Regions from separate parts of the Triticum aestivum genome. Here region 1 is linked to region 2. Evidence: chromatin contacts called from public Hi-C data. All regions are on one chromosome and are shown on one strand. The core of a region is the stretch at or near the end of the contact, and the rest is flanking DNA. Distances in the headings are between cores, read along the strand shown. Region 1 holds the start of LOC123060693. Region 2 holds the start of LOC123060691 (histone-lysine N-methyltransferase ATX4).

The links. Hi-C and Micro-C count contacts between places; a contact is called where the count stands out from the background.
Region 1: a contact with region 2 is called in a Hi-C map of leaf, with 2.8 times the contacts expected there. The contact joins the promoter of LOC123060693 here to the promoter of LOC123060691 in region 2. A contact is called at or near these places in 2 of 5 Hi-C or Micro-C datasets (both in leaf) and 1 of 1 datasets of contacts at active chromatin or transcription factors (leaf).

What each region holds. Positions count from the first base shown.
Region 1 is chr3A:136,017,775-136,022,362 of IWGSC CS RefSeq v2.1, forward strand. LOC123060693 reads right to left here and starts at 2,202. Exons shown (of 5, transcript XM_044483514.1): 1 at 1,052-2,202. The coding sequence starts at 1,748.
Region 2 is chr3A:135,548,663-135,553,747 of IWGSC CS RefSeq v2.1, forward strand. LOC123060691 (histone-lysine N-methyltransferase ATX4) reads right to left here and starts at 3,802. Exons shown (of 22, transcript XM_044483511.1): 1 at 2,652-3,802; 2 at 2,249-2,518; 3 at 2,035-2,148; 4 at 1,858-1,926; 5 at 1,704-1,769; 6 at 1,440-1,534; 7 at 1,259-1,339; 8 at 577-712; 9 at 95-170; 10 at 1-6. The coding sequence starts at 3,392.

The DNA of each region.
Region 1 (4,588 bases), core at 952-3,451, 470 kb after region 2:
ACTTCATAGAAACAAGCCACAATAAAACTTATTACACATATCCATCTTGTCAACTGAAAACATGGTTCATTTACTTATAAATTACATTCCCTCCGCCCAGACATGTAAACCCGCATAATTGTGTGTGCAGCCTAACACAATCCTAATCAATAAATCATCAAAACAAACTAGACAGTTGAACTCTGCAACTCACACATGTGTGTACATACAATGTAAAGGTTTAATATATTGTACAAAAGCATGCAACATTTGTGCAGGCTTAAATGAGCAAAGATGTGTCACCAATTTTGCACAACTAACTGACACTGGCATGCAAATCCATATGGCATGTGGGTGCTCAATATAAACGTTAGATTTAGGCCCTTATATGCACTCAATCCCAATGCAAGGTGGGTGACTCATGGGTAGTACCAACATATGTTTATACCTTTGGGAAGGATCAAGGATAACAAGAGAAGCAGAAGCCATAAGTAATTTGCAAGGTATCATGAAAACTAAAATTTTAGCTGACATGTAGTATGGAATTCTGGTTGAAGCAGAGGAAATAGCCAGGTAGAATAGCATGCACAAACAACAAATAGCAACACCAACTCTCACTAGACTGTGGGCAAAGCTATAATACTGTGACTCATGAGTCATACTACATGAAACAAAAGCCAGGGATTCTTCCTATATTAAAAAAATTCACTAGTCAAGGAAGTACAAGACAAGCAGATGTGAGATAGGACCAGATTAAGGCAAATGTTACATAATGGAGGTTATGTTCTTCACGATGAGTAAAGTCAGACAAAGGTCAAGTAATAAAGTTTTCATATGGTCATAAACTCATAACATCATATAATATTAGATTCTAGTCTAATTTTAAGTTTAGTAACTTGAGCATTTGAAGTTTCTCCTTCTGTTGTTACCGATATCTCAACAAGAACTATGCAATCTGGTAGGTGTTCATGTTCCATATGATCCTTTGGCCAGTATAGCAAGTGATACTTCATCATGACTATCTATCTACCAACAAGTTTTAAGTATGAAGAGCAAGCTGAAAAATACCTACCATCAGTTCCTCCATTGGAATAATTCTTCGTTTTATCGCTGTCCAAATCTCGTGTTTTCACCTCTTTGTTTCTTGGCGTAGCTTTCAGTGATGCATCATGCCTGCGCTCACTCCCCTTTTCATGATCCTTACTCCTATCCTTCACAATCTTATGCTGCTGATCTGTGCTGTCTTCCTTCAGCGTCAACACTTGCTTGCTTTCCTTTGACTTCTCTGGCTCAAGCTCCCTCCCCCTCTCCTTCACTCGGTGATGCTCGCCGGAAGTATGCTCCTCCAACAATAATGCCTCTTTATCTGACTTCCTTCCGGCAACCTCGTTGGCCCTATCATACTCCTTACTAGACTTCCTTGCAGACTTCCCCTTCTCATCACCATCTGAACTCCTGGACTTCTTCGAGTCATGGTAACCGACTCTCTCATCCTCTTCGCCGTAACTCCACCTGTCATCCCCGGTGGCATTATCCTTCTCCCCTCTGCTCTTCCTCTTCTTCTGCCCGTCAGCCGACGAACCAGATGCCTCGCCCGCGTTGGAAAGCTTTGCAGGCCGCTTCTCGTGGTCCTCCGAGCACTTGGAGGCCCTAACGGCGGCCGCCTTCCAGTCCTCGTGCTCCCGCGGCCGCGGATCCTCGTCGGAGTCCGACCTGTCCCGCTCCTCCCGGTCGTGCTTGCGGGACCTGCGTCGCGTGCTCCTCGGCATCGTGGCGGCTTCCAAACCTCAATCCCACGGCCAAAGGTTCGCCGGAGCGGCGCCTATTATGAAACCCTGCGCCCCCTGAATCCTCAGCAGAGGGGCGGAACCCGGGCAGAGCGTACGCAAATCCACCGGAACTCCTCGTCTCACCGCGGGAACCGCCGAGGACGCTCCGAGCATATATAAGCAAGCAGATGCGGAAACTTCCGGGGAGGCTGCGGGGATTCACCGGGGCTCGAGTCCGACGACGAGGCGGCGGGGGGCGGGGCAGAGCGAACTGGACTAGGATTCGGAGACAGGCGGCGGCGCGGCGGGTGGAGGCTTGGAGGAATCGAATCGAATCGAATCGGAATGGGATACGAGCAGCGGCCGGATAGGCGGAGGAGGGATTGGGATTGGGGATTGGAGGAGGGGAACGGGCGGGGGCGAGAGAAGGGACGCGATCGCGGATTTTTTGGGGATTTATCTTTTTTTTCCTTCCAAAGAAAGTTTCTGTTTCCGCTAGGGCGTCGCGTGTGGCGTGTAGCAGGCGGGCGTGACGAAAATACCCACCGTGCGGTTGCGTCGGCTGAGCGTGGGCAGCGGTTGGTATTGGCCGCGGATCAGGGGCAGCGCGGTAATTTTGGTGGGACTTTCCGTTCGCTTGTGTCCCGTTTTTGTTTTCGGTCTCAACCTTGGTGATCTTTTCTCGCGCAGTTGTTTCTCGTGCGCTTAAGGGACGATAATCTGGAGTATGTGCTGCCCAATGTCAATTGTCACGCTAGCTCATTTCAAAAAAAAAAAAAATGTCCTGTTCATCGCAGCATTTCAAATAAAAATGGTACAACATAAAATTCAAAATTTTGGCAGCATTTCATTTGTATTTTCAAGACAAACAACATAACAATATATATTGACAAGCATGACACATACTATATGACATCAACATAACACAAATTTCAAGTGCAATATCATAAGGTAGCAAGTTCATCCAACACATCCAAAAACAAACGGCCATACATGTCAAGTTCACATACCAAATCGTCAAAAAGCTTAACAAATGACGTCCATTGCAACAAAATTAACCCAATCTGATCCGAAAATTTACACAACACACCACAATGTCAAAAAAAATTGGTTTAGATAATCAAATCTGATGTGATCATTCATGCATCGGCCCATACGCAGTGCATGGTCTTCTCTTCCTTACAACAGCTCGAACAAGAACAGTCATTGCAACAAGTGCAACAAAAACAATGGCTCCTGTAATCATGGTCAGATCCTACGAAGACGGTAAGAGCATGCAGCAATAGAGGTTAAGGCCTATGGTGGATACCATGTTTTAAAAAAAAGGAGGTTAAACCCCCGGCCTGTGCATCAACGCGATGCACACAATCATTCTTATTATATTATAAATAGAGTACATAACAGAGACGGTCCCGGCCGAGCGATTATAAGATATGAAAATAAACACCTACGACTAAGTCGACTTCTTCCGCGGCAACGCCTTCAAGAAAGGATAAACTTTCTCGCGTCATCTTCGGCACATCCCGTCGGAATGGCTTGAACAATGATTTTCATCATGGTTGCCGAGGCCAACCAATAAAGACCAATACAATAGCAAGTACGCGACGTCTTCAACAAGACATCAACATAAATTTGTCGTTGTTGAGCCTGGCCAATAAAGGACATGACAAGATTTTTAACCAAAAAATGAAGTGGTGTCACAATCAACATATCTTGAGTGTTGGAAAACGTAGTAGAAAACAAAAAAATCATGCATACGATCACCCAAGATCAATATGAAGATGCATAACGGGTTGGAATCACAATCGTTACCGTCACCGAGTTACAGCGGAAGAAGAACGTGCAGGTGTAGATCATACTTGGAGTCCCTCGAACCATCGATGAACGATCCCTCGTACCGCCCACGAACAGCCCCTCGAACCGAAGACCGAAAGCACAGCCTCTCTACTTGGTTGCAAGCGTGCAACCTTCACGATTCGGCAGTGCTTCGCCGTCCAGAGCTAATCGTCGCCGGAGAATTAGAGGGAGGGGTTTAGAACCACACATGCCTTCTAATTATGAGGACAAGAGGATTATCCTAGCTCTAATTAGTCAACCAGGACCAATTCAAAATATAACTAAAAGAACTAGAGGAGGCTCCAAAACTTATATATGATTAGTAGAGCAAAAAAACTAGTATATATATGTTGGAGGAGGAGGAGGGGGCAGCCACCAAGGAGGGAAAGTCCCTCCTTGGGGAGTCAACCAAGGGGGGGAGTAGGACTCCTCCCCTAGTCCAATTCGGCCCCCCTTATATGGCAAGGCGGGCGGCACTTCCTTACGGGCCTTCTGTTGGGGAACGCAATATTTCAGAAGTATTCCTACGATCACGCAAGATCTATGTAGGAGATGCATAACAACGAGACGGGAGAGTGTGTCCACGTACCCTCGTAGACCGAAAGCGGAAGTGTTTAGTAACGCGGTTGATGTAGTCGAACGTCTTCACGATCCAACCGATCCAAGTACCGAACGTACGGCACCTCCGTGTTCAGCACGCGTTCAACACGATGACGTCCCTTGAGCTCTTGATCCAGTTGAGGACGAGGGAGAGTTCCGTCAGCACGACGGCGTGGCTACAGTGATGATGAAGTTAACGACCCAGGGCTTCGCCTAAGCACTACGACGATATGACTGAGGTGTGTAACTGTGGAGGGGGGCACCGCACACGGCTAAGACAAATCTTGGAGTGCCTTTGGGGTGCCCCCTGCCCACGTATATAAAGGAGGGAGGTTGAGAGGTCGGCCCTCCTAGGGGCGCGTCAAGTGTAGGGAGTGTCGGTGTCAAAACCGGTGGATCTCGGG
Region 2 (5,085 bases), core at 2,552-5,051:
AGTTTGCTGCAGATATTGGAAAAATTCAACAGCGTGAAGTCATATTAAAATCACCAACCACAAAGCCCATGAAAAAAAATCAAGAGTGGCATACCTTGTAATGAAAGCAACTCTTCTTTCTTAATGCCTGGGGTAGAAGACTTGAAATTTCCACCCGGAATATCATGAAGCTGCAGATAATGACAAAAAAGGAATCTTGTCAGTTTTGCATGCATGTGTGCATTAGTGTCAACTAGAGATGATACACCGTGCATTGCTGTGGGACTTGGTTGCAATTATTTCGATGAGATTTGATTGTATTAAGTATTAATATTTGGATTAATAATCTGAGAATTGAAACTAATATATTTATTATATTTGATTATTGTATAGTTGTAGAAAAAATATTGAATATGAGTAGCATGCGTGTGGCATGTTAAGGTAGATCTTTTCCCATGCACAGTGGCATGGTCAGTTGGCATAGTTGCATGTTGAGAGAATTGGAGTTAGTGGGGATCAACTAACTAGGTATATATAGCATTCACATATTATGTTGAACCACAGACGTCCAAGTTGATGAAGATCCTGAGAGCTTACCAAGTCAATTAGTGGCTCCCCAGTGCCCTTGAGTTTAATACTCATCTTCCAATTTTTCTTCCTTGAGCCAGTATGCCTCTCCCACTCATTCAGAGTCATCATCTTTTTCTTGCAAGACCTGCATTCACATAATATCCTGCCAGCAAAAACAATACTCAAATACTAATACTGGTGCAACCGTGCAATGATGCAAGCACACATAAGGAAATCAATGCAACATGAAGACCGCTAGCAACTGTGTGATGGTTTTTATTGCTTCTGGCCCCTAAACATCATATGAATTCCCATCACAAAAGTGACCAATCCTAGGGGTGACTACGGTAAGAACTAAAGCGACCTAAAAGTCACTTGCTTATGCACCAAGTGAAGGTTAAAGGACCAATTGCAAGTATACAGTAGCCACTTCGATTCGGTAACATATGTTTGTGCACTTGTACTTTAGCTCTCAGGTCAATTTTTCTAGCCCAGAAAATGAACCAAAAGAGGAAAGTTGCTGCTCCACGAAAAGAAAAGATGGCATGTTTAATAATTTTAGTATTTCTTTCTGAACAGTTGACTTAATACAAAAAAATATAGTACTCCTACTTAAAATAATAAAACATTAGATTCAGATAGAGTATTGATGCAAATTTAAAGAAACATGTAATCTGAAGATTCAGTAGAAGATATGTCAAATGCTTACATGTGCTTTTCTGGCAAGTACAATGCTTCCATCCCAGAGCAGCACACAGGTATGGATTCAGGCAACTTTTCCTTTGAAGTGCTGGCAAATCTATGCTGGGACATGTTAGAAACTGGCATTTTTTATTTATTATAACAGCCAACAGACATCCATAGGTTTGAGAAAGAAATGAATAACTCACTCTGAACTATTGGAGGTGCTCGTTTGTTCAACTTTCATTACTCTCTTGCGTTTAGACTTACAATCAGGACAGAAATACTCGGTATTTTCTAAATCCTGCAAAATAATGTGTAGTCAGTGAAGCCTATCCCTGGAAGCATTGCATATTACATATATATAACAAACATCATGACATTAAAATCTCAACACCAAACAACATATTACATATATATAACAAACATCATGACATTAAAATCTCAACACCAAACAAAGGTGAACAAACAACCTCCAGGTCACTGCATGTCCGGTCGCATTCTACATGAACCCAAATCTGGCACTCATCACAGCATACCTGCCAAGAAACGGATTGCAGGTCAATGCCTACAAAAATCAAGAGAAGATAATCTATATACCATCACCAAAGCGGTTTCAAGGCTTACCCAGTTTCCGCCATCTGTGTGATGCCAAATTTTCTTGCATATGCCACAGTATTGCTTTGACTGCAATAGCTGCAGAAATAATAGTATTTACCCATGTAAGGCACTAAATAGAAATGAATCGAGTTACTAGAACATATGAAGCACCTTCGTTCAGTCACATGCCAGAGACATACATACCTTTTCACAGTGCCTACAAAGTAACTGCTCTGTTTCTTGCTTCTTTTTCTTTGAAATCTTGGATGGAAGACGATTACCGCAGCTATCGCAACATGCTGCTAATTTAACGACAACCTGCAACACAGTAAATAAATTAGATAGCAGCCTAGCCGAGGAACTGTAATAAATGAGGCAGCTACAAGCTCAGCTATTACAACTCCACACGTCCAATTACCTGAGAATGAGATTGACACTCCTGCTCGTTATTAGAACCAGTCACTTCACGTGCGCCATCGGTGACAGACTGCTCATTCACAGACTTGTCCAGAGAGCAGACCCCGTCCATTTGGAGCTCAAAAAAGCCGCGCTCGGCAAGGAAAGCCTCCTCAATTGCTGCACGGAATTTGCTTGGCTTGAGCTTAAGCTTATGGAGAGATTGTCCCTGGAACCTATCTAGGTACTCCACAAAGGGAAAGATCATCCCTTGCTTGACCCATCCATAGTCCTACAAATGAAGACGGTAATGTGAGCCCACGGAAAGAGAAACAGAAAGGAACCGTTTGGTTCATAAACCAACCAATTCAACCAGGAAAAGAGAACTGCAGCGCTTATCCAGGAAACTGTAATAAATAAATTACCCTGTTTTGGCCGCCGGCAGAGTAACCGAAGAACATGACGCAGAGCGCGCCGGGGACGCAAGAGTTGAGCACAACCTCCGGGGCGTGCTGCAGCGGGTTGATCACTAACGCCGGCCACGCGGGGCTCTTCTTCCCCGACCTTGCCCACACCACGTCCCCGAGCACAAAATCCTCTGGCCAGTAGAAATCCTCTCTCCTGACCTCGGCCTCCTGCTTTGGCTTGCACTCCACCACCGGGGACCTCCCCTCCAGCCCGACATTTCCAGTACCAGCATTGCTCGTGGACGGGACCACAGCGCCCACCACGGGCGTCTTCTCCGGCGCGCATTTCTCACCAGCATTGCTCACGGAAGTGACAACGCTTCCACTGAAACAGCCCGAACTGCCGCTCCTGCTGATGTTCCGGCATGCCCGGTACAGCTCCTCCTCCGTCTGCGCGGGCTCGCCGGTCCACACCTCGGTCTGCACGGCCCCAAAGGCGGAGCCTTTCGGGCCGACGGCGCGCACCTCCACCTCGTACACCTGGCCGTCCCTGTCCTCGACCTTGGGCGGCGCGGGGGCCTTGCAGGCCTTCTTGGCGGGCGGCGGCAGGAGGACGGCCGAGTCCCTGAACCGCGAGGGCAGGACGCGCTCCCGGCGGCGCTTGGCGGGCGGCATGCCCTCGGCGGCGGCGGCGGGGGGCTCCAGCTCGTACGGGACGGCGGCGGTGCAGCGCTTGGGCGGGATGCGGGAGGCGAGCATGGCACTGGCGCCGGCGGCGGCTAGGGCATGGGGGTGGGGACGCGCGACGCCCTGGAACCCCGAATCGGGGCGGCGGATTTGGGTCCTTAGGGTTCCGGCGGCGCCGAGGAGTGGGGATTTAAGGTCGGTCGGGGGAGGGGGGTTGTTCGGTCGGCTCCGAGATGGGGATGGGATTCGAGGCGGAGGCGGAGGCGGATAGGGACGATGCGCGCCGACGCGGAGCCGAAAATTTCGGGTTCCCTCCGTCCGGGCGCCCGAGGGATTGGGGTGGGGTGGGGTGGGACGTGCGGGTTGCGTTTTGAAGTTTTTGGAACAAGTTGTCTGTCGGGGTCGGAACCAGTGCTCCAGTAGGAAGAGGCGAGGCGAAGGGGAGTGAGAGGTGGGGAAGACGACCCAACGCCGCGAGATGGTCGGGCGGGGGCGAACAGAGTTTTCGCGCGGATCTGGATGGGTCCTGGGCCGCTGGCTGGTGCCGTGTGGCGGGCGCTGACGTGAGAATCGGTTCCTCGGCCATTGGATTCTGGCTGGGGCCCTTCTGTTGCTCGGACCGTGGGGGTGGGGGCTGTCCTTCTCTGTGCCGGACCCGGAAGGGAACTCCCGATCGCCGCCGCCTCTGCTTCGCTCCGACCTGACGCCGTGGCCATACTCCGAAGCCGGTGATCGGACCGTAGATGACGTGGCCATGGGTCTCCCAGACGGGCTGCTCGCCGACGTCCTGTCCTTGGTGCGCCGTTGTCGAAATGATCGATTTCAGTACTAGTGCCAAGCCCTCGCCCCTCCCCCCTTCCCGCCCCCGCCGAGCGCCACTCCGGCGCCGGCGTCCACCGCGCCCAGCGCTCACGCCGTGGGTCACTCCGACCGCAGCGGCCACCTCCCCTCTCCTCCCTCTGTGTCTCGCGCTCACGCCGCTCCCGCGCCATGGCCTCGAGCCCGATATCTGTGACCTCCACCTTCAGGCCACCTGGTGAGCGACCGGTGGTCTCGGGGTTGGGGATCTCCTCGGAGTCGGAGGGCTCGGAGGTCCGCGGACCGCGGGCGGAGGCGGAGATGCAGCCTGTTCCCGTGCCGCCTTCGGCGCCATGGGTGCAGCCGCCCCCCTCAAAGAAGGAGCTTTGGAGGAAACGCCATGCCATGGGTGAGCGGAGCAGAGATCCGGTACATGCGTCGGGTGATACGTCTCCAACGTATCAATAATTTTTGATTGCTCCATGCTATATTATCTACTGTTTTGAATGTTTATGGGCTTTATTATACACTTTTATATCATTTTTGGGACTAACCTATTAACCCAGAGCCCAGTGCCAGTTTCTGTTTTTACCCTGTTTTAGGGTTTCGAAGAAAAGGAAAATCAAACGGAGTCCAATTGACCTAAAACTTCACGGAACTCATTTTTGGAAGGAAAGAAGCCCAGAAGACTTGGAGTGCACGTCGGGGGATCTGCGAGGAGGTCACGAGGCAGGGGGCGCGCCCACCCCCCTAGGCGCGCCCTCCACGCTCGTGAGCCCCTCGTGGCCCCCCTGACGTACTTCTTCCGCCTATATATCTCCATATACCCTAAAAACATCCATGAGGAGATTAGATCGGGAGTTCCGCCACCAGAAGTCTCCGTAGCCATCGAAAGCCAATATAGACCCGTTCCGGCACCATGCCGGAGGGGGCAATCCTTCCCCGGTGGTCATCTTCATCATCCCGG